Regions from separate parts of the Bos taurus genome. Here all the other regions are linked to region 2. The links are chromatin contacts, called in public Hi-C maps. All regions are on one chromosome and are shown on one strand. Each heading gives the region's core, a stretch centred on a gene start, on an enhancer-like site or on the middle of the called end of the contact. The rest is flanking DNA. Distances are from core to core; before and after follow the strand shown.

The links. A called contact is a pair of places that touch in the nucleus more often than the background predicts.
Region 1: a Hi-C map of skin fibroblasts shows a contact between it and region 2, with 9 times the contacts expected there. The contact joins the promoter of SIN3A here to the promoter of IMP3 in region 2. A contact is called at or near these places in 4 of 11 Hi-C or Micro-C datasets (liver, skin fibroblasts and an unstated tissue).
Region 3: a contact with region 2 is called in a Hi-C map of liver, with 2.4 times the contacts expected there. The contact joins the promoter of COMMD4 here to the promoter of IMP3 in region 2. A contact is called at or near these places in 2 of 11 Hi-C or Micro-C datasets (liver and an unstated tissue).

What each region holds. Positions count from the first base shown.
Region 1 is chr21:33,382,803-33,385,778 of ARS-UCD2.0, reverse strand. It overlaps SIN3A (SIN3 transcription regulator family member A), which reads right to left and starts at 1,666. Exons shown (of 21, transcript XM_015459266.3): 1 at 1,639-1,666.
Region 2 is chr21:33,252,917-33,255,873 of ARS-UCD2.0, reverse strand. IMP3 (IMP U3 small nucleolar ribonucleoprotein 3) reads right to left here and starts at 1,454. Exons shown (of 1, transcript NM_001079588.2): 1 at 377-1,454. The coding sequence starts at 1,420. The coding sequence ends at 866.
Region 3 is chr21:33,485,616-33,488,752 of ARS-UCD2.0, reverse strand. COMMD4 (COMM domain containing 4) reads left to right here and starts at 1,423. Exons shown (of 8, transcript NM_001040597.1): 1 at 1,423-1,456. The coding sequence starts at 1,454.

The DNA of each region.
Region 1 (2,976 bases), core at 417-2,916, 130 kb before region 2:
AGGGGGCGGGACTATCCACCCCACCAATCAGAAGTAGGGGCGGACCCTTGCGCCTCACGTAAGCCGCAGGAATCCTCCCTCCGCCCTTCACGGAAAAAAATCCTAGCAACTTAAACTCCAGCCCGGCCTCCGATAGGCGGAGCTGGGAAGAATGTCATCCAATCAACAACCGAGCAGGAAAAAAGGGAGCCTCGCCCAGCCAGTGGAAAACAAGAGAAGGCGGGCCCTCTGAAGAAGCCCGAGACCGGGTGGAAGAGAGAAGGGAAGGCCCCGCCCCTCAGTTCGCCTCTAGGCCGGTTGCACAAGCCGTCGCCGGAGTATAGTAAACAGGCTAGGCCAAGGAGTGGAAGCAGGGGTAGTCTGGCGCTCCAAGGGCCGGGCCCCTGCGCCTTCTCTCCTGGCGTCGCCCCGCCCGAGCTCCGCGGTTCGCGCCGGCGCCCCGCCCCCCAGCCCGCGGCCGCCATCCCGGTTGACAGGCGCGCCCCCCGCGCCCCTCCCGCCCGCTGATGCATTTCCTTTTCCCGATTCCGAGCGTGGAGACTGTTTGCCCAGTTTCCGACCTTCACTGCCCCTTTCAGGCTACCCCCTCGTGGGCGCGCTCACTCGCCGGTGCCCCCGCCCCCGCCCCTTCCGCGGGCGAGCAGCACGGCAGGGGGAGGGGAAAGGAGCCGCCGTCGCCGCCTTGGGGTGGGCGGGGAAGGAGGCAGCTCCATGTTTGCAAAGGGATCAGCTGGGGCTGCGGGTCGAAGCCGACGAGTTCCTGGAGGTTTTCCACACCCCCGGGCCGGGTTCCGGCGCCGAACGTTGGCTCTCCTGCCACGGCCCTGGAGTTCGGAGAGCTCACACCGGCGCATGGGTCTACTGCCGAGGCGCTGGGGCTCTTTCCGGTGGCCTCCCCCGCCCCCGACCGCCCCTCCCGCAAGTCCGGCGTTGCCCCCGCCCCCAGAGTCCATAACAACCGCGGGCCCAGGAGCCCGCGCCTCTTCTGAGCGCGCCCACCGCCCCCTCCGACAAGTTTGCGGACAGAAACAAAACCCTTGGGCGGCTGCCGCCCTCGCCCAGCGTGGTTAGCGGGGAAAGCTGCGGGCCTGGGCTCGCTCGCTAACTCCAGCTCTCGACCAACTCCGGGCGGTTTGGTGGGCCCGGCCGGCTGAGCTCAGGCCGCCGCCCCCTGCCGAGCCCGCGCGCCGCAGCTCGGGCCCGGTTCCAGTCGGTGTACGGAATCTCCCCTTTTTTCTTCTTTACAATAATTTTTTAAGGCATTCCAGGAGCGCGAGGGATCTCCTCCTGCCGGCCCCTTACCCAGCCCGCCGCCGAAACCTACCGAAACCGACCGCTCGGTGAAATAAACTAGGCAGCACGGCCGGCACACTGGCGACCCCGGGTCGGGCCGACCCCCTCCCCGCGGATCTGGCCCGGCTTGGAAACACACACTGGCGAGCGGGCGGCGCCAAGAGCTCTCCTTCCTGGCCTGCCCCTCGCCTCCCTCGGCCGCCGGACTCCAAGCCTCCCCTAGCTCCGTCCCAGGGCCCGCGGCGCCTGCACCATGGCTGACTGGTCAAAGGGACCGGCCGGCAAACAAGCCCCCCAAACGCCCGAGATTGGGGAGACCAAATTAAAAGCAGCTGTTTAACATACCTTCCGAGCCAGGCGAGGAGTCCTGAATGGGGGGGAACGCCCCCCACGGGCCATTGGCTCCCTGGTGCTCGCGTCAGTCATCCTGGGCCCGCCTCCTCCCCTTGCTCCACCTCTTCCCCTTCATTGAACGCCCCCTCCCTCCAAAAAATAGAAATAAATTAATTAAACTAGCTCTGAGTGGGAGGCGCAACCATGGCAGAGGGCCCCTTCTCTACCGCACCGCCGCTTGGAGTTACTTGAGGCCCTTGGACTGGAAGGAGACCTCCTGGGACTCGAAGATCCGCTGGGTGAACCTGGAGGAGGAGCTATTGGGGCTACCCGGCCCCCACATCCTTCTTACACACACCCCATTTGGAACTGGGCAGAGGGGGCGGGTGAGGATACCCTAGCGACTGACTGGAATGTCCCGACTCCCCTGGCTGTGTAACCTAACCGTGTCCGGCGCCTGCCTAAAAACTGAGCTGTGTACGCGGGAAGTCCTGCCTTCGGGGTAACAGGCACTTGCCTGAGCACCTACAGGGGTGAGGCAGACACATTCATACCGCACCTGCTGCTTTTTGCCATTACAGAAACTGAATGAGATGCTCACTCTGTGCCCTCGTAGGGCTTCAGACCTAGCTGAAGAGAGGATACAGAAAGAGCTAAGGCAATTTGGAAATGTATGTAGAGACGCCTCCAGAGGCTCAGAGCAGGGAGATTCTTCTAGCTGAGGAAAACTGGGTGAAGCCTTCATGGAGGAGGTGGCACTCAGGCAGAAACGGAGGGGCAACTAACTCATTTTCAGCAAAACACACAAAATGATAAATGCAAAGCCGTATTAAAAGCTTCTCCAAGTGTGGCTATAGTAACGAAAACCAGAGTTGGAAAGATGGAGTCAAAGAGCAGAAGACTTTTCTACCTTGTTAAAATTCTTAGACTTGTATAGCAGAATGTACAAGCAGCATGCTGGGTCACAGGACCACAGGCCCAGAACTACCATTTAAGATGCTCAACATCCCAGCAGCTGGATGAATTCTGAGGGTGGGTTGAAAGAAGGGTGCCTACAAGCAGCAAGGTGAGGCAGAAAGGCTTGTAATGACCGGGTTGAAGACTACAGAGGTACATATTCTGGTGGGAGGGAGTGGAGGGAGCCAAGATGTTTCTTCTCTCTCTCCTGGTCCCCCATTCCAGAAACCCTTCCTACTTTCAGCAGCCCTAAAATCAAAATTCTGACTCAGATGCTTCCCTGGATCATTTGTAATGTGTGTGTGTGTGTGTATGGCCGGGGGGGAGGGGGCGGGGGGGGGGGGGATGGTGAGGCTACGCCACATGCCTGTGCTCAACAGAGCTGACCCTGGG
Region 2 (2,957 bases), core at 205-2,704:
GCCTGCTGAGGTCTCCACTCCTAAGATTTTTCCAAGACCCTCCTGGGCTACTTCTAACCGCTAGATAGACAAGCTACAGGGTGATTATTTCCTTAGGCAAGCAAACACTTCAGCCCTCTAATATGGTATTTCCTGAGGCTGGAATAGCAACAGGAAGGAAGTCCTGTGGGGAAGAGTTCTGCCAAAACACTCATTCTGAGGAAGGGATCAGTAAACTGACAAATCTGCTCAGCCCTGTACAACATTCTGCAACCTCCACACGTGGAACTCAGGGCAGGTCTCACCCACAGGCAGCTAGCTGCCATCACTATTCTGTGGGTTCCTGAATTCAAGGAGACCTATAGATGCGACTCTGTGTGACAAACCCAGACAAAAATTTGCACCTAAAAAGCAGTTAGGCCATTTATTGGCATTAGGAAAGCATTCCTTTAAACAAGAGAAAGAACTCTGAACACTAAAATCACATCTATTTTATGAAAACTTGAGACCAACCTCTATGACATCTGTACACAGTTTAATCACGAACAAGAGCAAGGATTCCAGTTAAATAAATTAAACCACACTGTCCTGTCACAAGGAAATGAAAGGAAAGCTGGAGGCGGGGGTAGGTCCTCCCCCATCCCAAATCCTTGTATTCACACCACTGTTTCAGATACAAGAACATAACAATTCCCCAGTGCAGCACCCAAACCGCTTCCCATTGTTTCTTATGGCAGTCACTGAATTACCAATTGTCCGAAGGCTAAGCAAATTTCGTGGAAAAAGGGCGTACCCTTTGGCTCCGTGCGTGGCCTGTAGCTGAGGAGGCAAGTTCTTAAGAACCCACGACTGGCTGATATATGCAGTCCTGGCGAGGGGAGATCCGCTAGGCATCCAAATCGAAGTCGTCACGCTCCTCATTGTACTCCAGCACGTGCCGCTTGATCTTGGACGAGTCAACCCAGGTGACAAAGTCCTCCATGCTTCGCGTGACAAGGAAGGCGGGGTCGGTGACCACGTCGGGGCCCACGCGCACGTGGCCCTGCTCCACGAATGCCACAGCGGCCTGGAGGTGCTGCGCCATGCGCAGCTTAAGCAGCACGGTGGGCAGCCGGCGGCGGCAAAAGGACGAGGCCGTGACGAAATCGCAGAGCTCCAGCGATCCCCGCGTGGGCACTAGGCCGAGAGCATACAGCTTATCCAGCAGCGCGGCCGAGGAGCGCACGCGAAACGGGTCGCGCTCAGGCAGATCGCGCAGGCGCCGGGCCAGCTCGCGCACAGCACGGCTCAGCTGGTTGTAGCGCGTATAGTCCTCGCGCCGCTGCAGCCGATAACGCCGCAACACGCGTAGCTCATGCAGGTTGTGATCTGTGACCTCCCAATTCAAGAAGTCCACCTGCTTGAGCAGCTTCTGCTCGTGAAACTTAAGCTTCCGCACCATGATGGCGGCTCAAACGCTGCCAGACCGGAGGCTCAGCGCGCATTCCAGCTGCCGCGCGACTTCCGCCTCAGTACGGCTAGACCCGGCCGCCTTGGGGATCCTGCGCCAATGAAAGGAAGACTCAGGGCCAGGCCTCCCATTTCCATTGGTTAGGATGAGGCCACGCCCCGTGATCGTATCTCGCGTTTCTTCTCCGCGTTCTCTGAGGGAGGCGGAGGGAAGAAACGCCTGGAGAGGCCGGGGATGGGAGGGGCGGCCTCCTAGGCGAGTCTGCGCGGTTTTAAGTTGCCGAGAATTAATTACCTAGTGCCGTAATTATTTCCTCTCGTTTAGGTTTCTGTCATTTAGGGCCTCTCTGGAGAGCCTCTAACAGAAGAGCTAAAGGGGATAGTTCCGGGAAAGAGGGGTGACCGCCGCGCTAATATGGATTTAATGTGCTAACTGACCTTGGCAGGGGCGGCGGGGCGGGGTGGGGGGCTGTCCTCCCACCTTGTGGGGGCTTCTCTGAGCCGACAGGGGCTGATCGGGTATCCCCACAGCCGACTAACCGCAAGTCCATTACGAGGCGGGCGGAGGTTTTTCAGCCTACCAATTGGTGCTTGAAGCCACTGAACCTATTCAGTACTGATTCCCAGGCTACTTCCTGCATGCCCAGAATCAGGATCTACGCAGGAGTCACTTGAAAATCTGTATTGTTAACAAGAATGCCACGTGATTCATAAAATCCAGTAAATTTGAAAAGCTTGGATAGTACAAATCCTGACTCTTTAATCCGGGCTGAAAAGAATTAGCCTGACAGGTTGGATTTCTGGAGTATTTAGTGAACACACAACACTTTTTCTGCAAATTATGTCTGTTTTAGTTTAGTGTAGCGCTAACAGGACTAACTTCTTTATTTACCCAAGACTTTGACGCCACCTAGCTTCTTTGCCTATAATTTTATTTTTGTATGCTTTTCATTGTTTTTTAAAGATACAATATTTGATATGGGCGATACTATATGTAACATATGTGAGATACAAAGAATACTTGTGGACCCAACAGCCAGTTTAAGAAAGCATCACCAGGACCTATTTAACCACTCTCCCAGTCAGAGGTAAAGATATCTGCTCTCCTGAATTTAGTGTTTATCTTTGTCTTTTGTTTAAAAAGAAAAATAGTTTTATCATTTTATGCATCCCTAAGTATACTGCAGATGGTGACTGCAGCCATGAAATTAAAAGACGCTTACTCCTTGGAAAAGTTATGACCAACTTAGATAGCATATTCAAAAGCAGAGACATTACTTTGCCAACGAAGGTCCGTCTAGTCAAGGCTATGGTTTTTCCTGTGGTCATGTATGGATGTGAGAGTTGGACTGTGAAGAAGGCTGAGCGCCGAAGAATTGATGCTTTTGAACTGTGGTGTTGGAGAAGACTCGTGAGAGTCCCTTGGACTGGAAGGAGATCCAACCAGTCCATTCTGAAGGAGATCAGCCCTGGGATTTCTTTGGAGGGAATGATGCTGAAACTCCAATACTTTGGCCACCTCATGCAAA
Region 3 (3,137 bases), core at 174-2,673, 230 kb before region 2:
CTGGGGGTGGAGCCTAGTACTGTTGTAACAAGCCCAGCAGGTGATTCTTAAACACTCTAAAAGTTTGATAACTACTGGTCTAAATAGTCAAATAATCTTTATTTGTGAAACAAATCTGTTTGACAATACTCTAGTATGACATTAAAAGGACATGCCATCTGCCTTTTGCCTTATTTCCAAATTTAAATAAATTGTCTGTTTGATGTTTGCTGTTTTGTCTTTCAAATACCCTATCAACTTAGGGCAGTTTTCATCTATTACTAATTTTTTCTTCTTTTTAATAATGATTTCCTAAGTGTGTCAATTCATTTCTTCTTTTGGAACTATTCTTGTCCTCTTAAAAGAAAAAAAATTTTTGATATTGCAACACCATTGATTTCATTGTACTGATGTTCATGATTTTTAAAAAGATTTTTTTAAGTGTGATCAATTTTAGCAAGAATTAATTTTCCATCTGTTTCTATTTATGGAGTGGTTTAATTGTCAGGGGCTCTATCTGTCCTTTCATAGCTTGAAAGGCTGCAACAACAAAAAACAATCAGGGCCTACCGTATAGGAGAGAGGCATAGAAATGAAGAGAGAAATCAAACTTTTCAATTTCTTTTTTGGTCATTAGTTTATACTCTAGTGTATTTTTGTTGTTGCTATCTTTTGTTTGTTTTTATCTATTTAAGTGAATACTGGAAACTTAAGTTTTCCTGGTCTATTCATTACCTCAAGTTCACCAGTAAGCAGACTAATACAATTTAAAGCAACATTTTCCTCTCCCATTAGATTGAGAAAAATTAAGATAAACAGCTCATGCTGGTGAAGCTGCAAAAGCATTCTGAGCATGTCAACTCTTACAGGCTTTTTGCTATCCAACTAAAGGGATTCATCAAAATGAAATAAAATACCCAGGCGCTACCGGGCACTTGAAGGAGGTATCTGGGGTACTGGTAATGTTTCCTTATTTGGGTGTTGGTTACACGGGGCGTACGGTTTATGAAAATTCATTAAACTCTGTATTTGTACTATGTACAATTTCCTGTATGGGCATTCTACTCCAATAAAGTTTTACAAATATATCTTTTGCCACAACCCACACCTGTATAGTAAGGGCACTACTTTTGATGCAAAACATGGAAAAGACCTGAACACCACTGCAGAAAGGAAGGCCTCCCCTGCCTTAAAGAGAACAAATGAAACGGCTTCCACTCCCTCTTCCTGCTGCTTTGGTTCTGTTTTCAGTTAACCTGGGGGTTGGTGCTGGTCCTTTCCGGGGAAAGGTTCTGGTGACTGACAAAGGGACCCCGTGTTTCGCTCCAGCAACTCGAGGCTGGGCGACTCGCTCCCGCCTCGATCCCAGTAAGCCCCGCCCCAGGAAGCCCCGCCCAAGCGCCACGTGATCGCTGCATCAGCTGACCCGGCGCGACAGGAAGGTGAAAGTCCTGGGCGCGGGCTTCCTGGAGCAATGGTGAGGGACGAGGGTTGATACGAGGCTGTGGTTGCTGAGGGCGGGCATGGTAGGACCCCAAATTCCCCCGCCGCTGCTGCGGGAAGGAGATGGGAAATCTGCCCGGGCCGCGGAGCGGACACTTGGGTGCGGTCGTTAAAGCCGAGGGTCTGGTAAAGAAAAGCCTCCCTCCATCCTCCTCCAGCAGGGCGGGACGGCAGGCTTGGAGTGTCTTGACTGGAAGGAAGGGCCCGAACTCTCGGGGGCAGGAGCTGGGGCTTGTCTCTCCAGGCTTTTCTCTGCCCCTGAGTAGGACGTCCCGAAGACGCCCACCTCCCAGCCTTCCTGTGGAACTTGGAGGAAAACTTGCTGACAATTTCGCTCAGTCTTCTGCACTGTTAGGAAATCCCTTTGCTCTTCCCAGAGGCAGAAAAGAGTATATACGGGGTGGAAACTTCTCAACTTATCCATTCATTCATTCCTTTAACAGATTGTGAGTGCCTACTGTATACCGGGACTGTGCCAGGCACTAGGACTTGGGCTGCAGGAGGGAAGGGCAGAGTTGGAGGCTTGAATGGGCAGTCATAGTTAAGACCTGAGCCGGGAGGGACTAAACTCATCTTGTGCATAGCGCCAGAAGGCTTCCCAAGGATGACATCACCTGAGGGCCTGCGAGCCGGGAAGAAAGCTTGCTGGGGCAGAAAGAAAGCAGCTAGTGTACCAGGAATTGGGAGGCATGGAAGGGGGCTGGTGGGAGGCTGTATCTTCAGATAGGGGACAGCATTCAAAGACTTCAGGTGAGTGAGAGCTCACCTGAAGGAATGAATGCATTTCATCACCTGGAAGAGTAGAAACTAGAGGCTAGTGAACGATGAGGCTCGACAGATAAGCAAAGACCACAGCTTGCTGGGTCTTGAGAGGAGTTTGGACTTTTTAAGAAAGGGCGGCAGGGAAATGAGGAAGAGCCTTTCAGCTGATTTGTTGAGGGAGGAAGAGGGGAACAGCCTGGGGCAGCAGACACTCCCCCACCCAGGAGATGGTAGTGACTTGAGAGAGAGTGGAGATAGAAGTGGAGGAGATCAGTGGGGCTCAGAGACTAAATGCATGAGGGAGAAGGGAGAGGGAGGGAGCTGGGTTTGGTTCCCAGGTACTGGTGCTCAGTGGTGGTGGGACAGGTAGGGGCAGGTTTCAGAGGGAAGAGAACCAGTCAGTGTGACACATGCTTAGTGAGGCCTCTAAGCGACCAGGTGCACCAGGTAGGAGACAGTCTGGATTTAAGGGTCTGGAGCTCAGAAGAGAATCTACAATACGATGGCGGTTATAAATTCGGGAGTCGTCAGCAGGATGATGTGTCTCAGCCACAGTGTGAGTTCAGGAGAAAGGGCCTAGGACAGAACCTAGAGAAATGTTGGTATTTTAAGAAGTTACACAAGGAACACATTCTTATGGTAAAAATGTAAATAATACAGAGATGGTAGAAGTCAGAGAAAGTCCAGAGATGATAAAACAGTCCAGTGGGTAGAAGTCAGGGGCCCAGAAACTTAGGAAAATATTATATCTCAATTTTCACTAACTTCAAACTGAAATTTAATATTTCCTCCATTTATGAATGTTGGCAACAGACCTCAGTGTTATTAGCAGCACCTCTGACTTTGTCACTAATAGAAACCAGATATTTTCATGTCACAGCTGTTGGCATTAT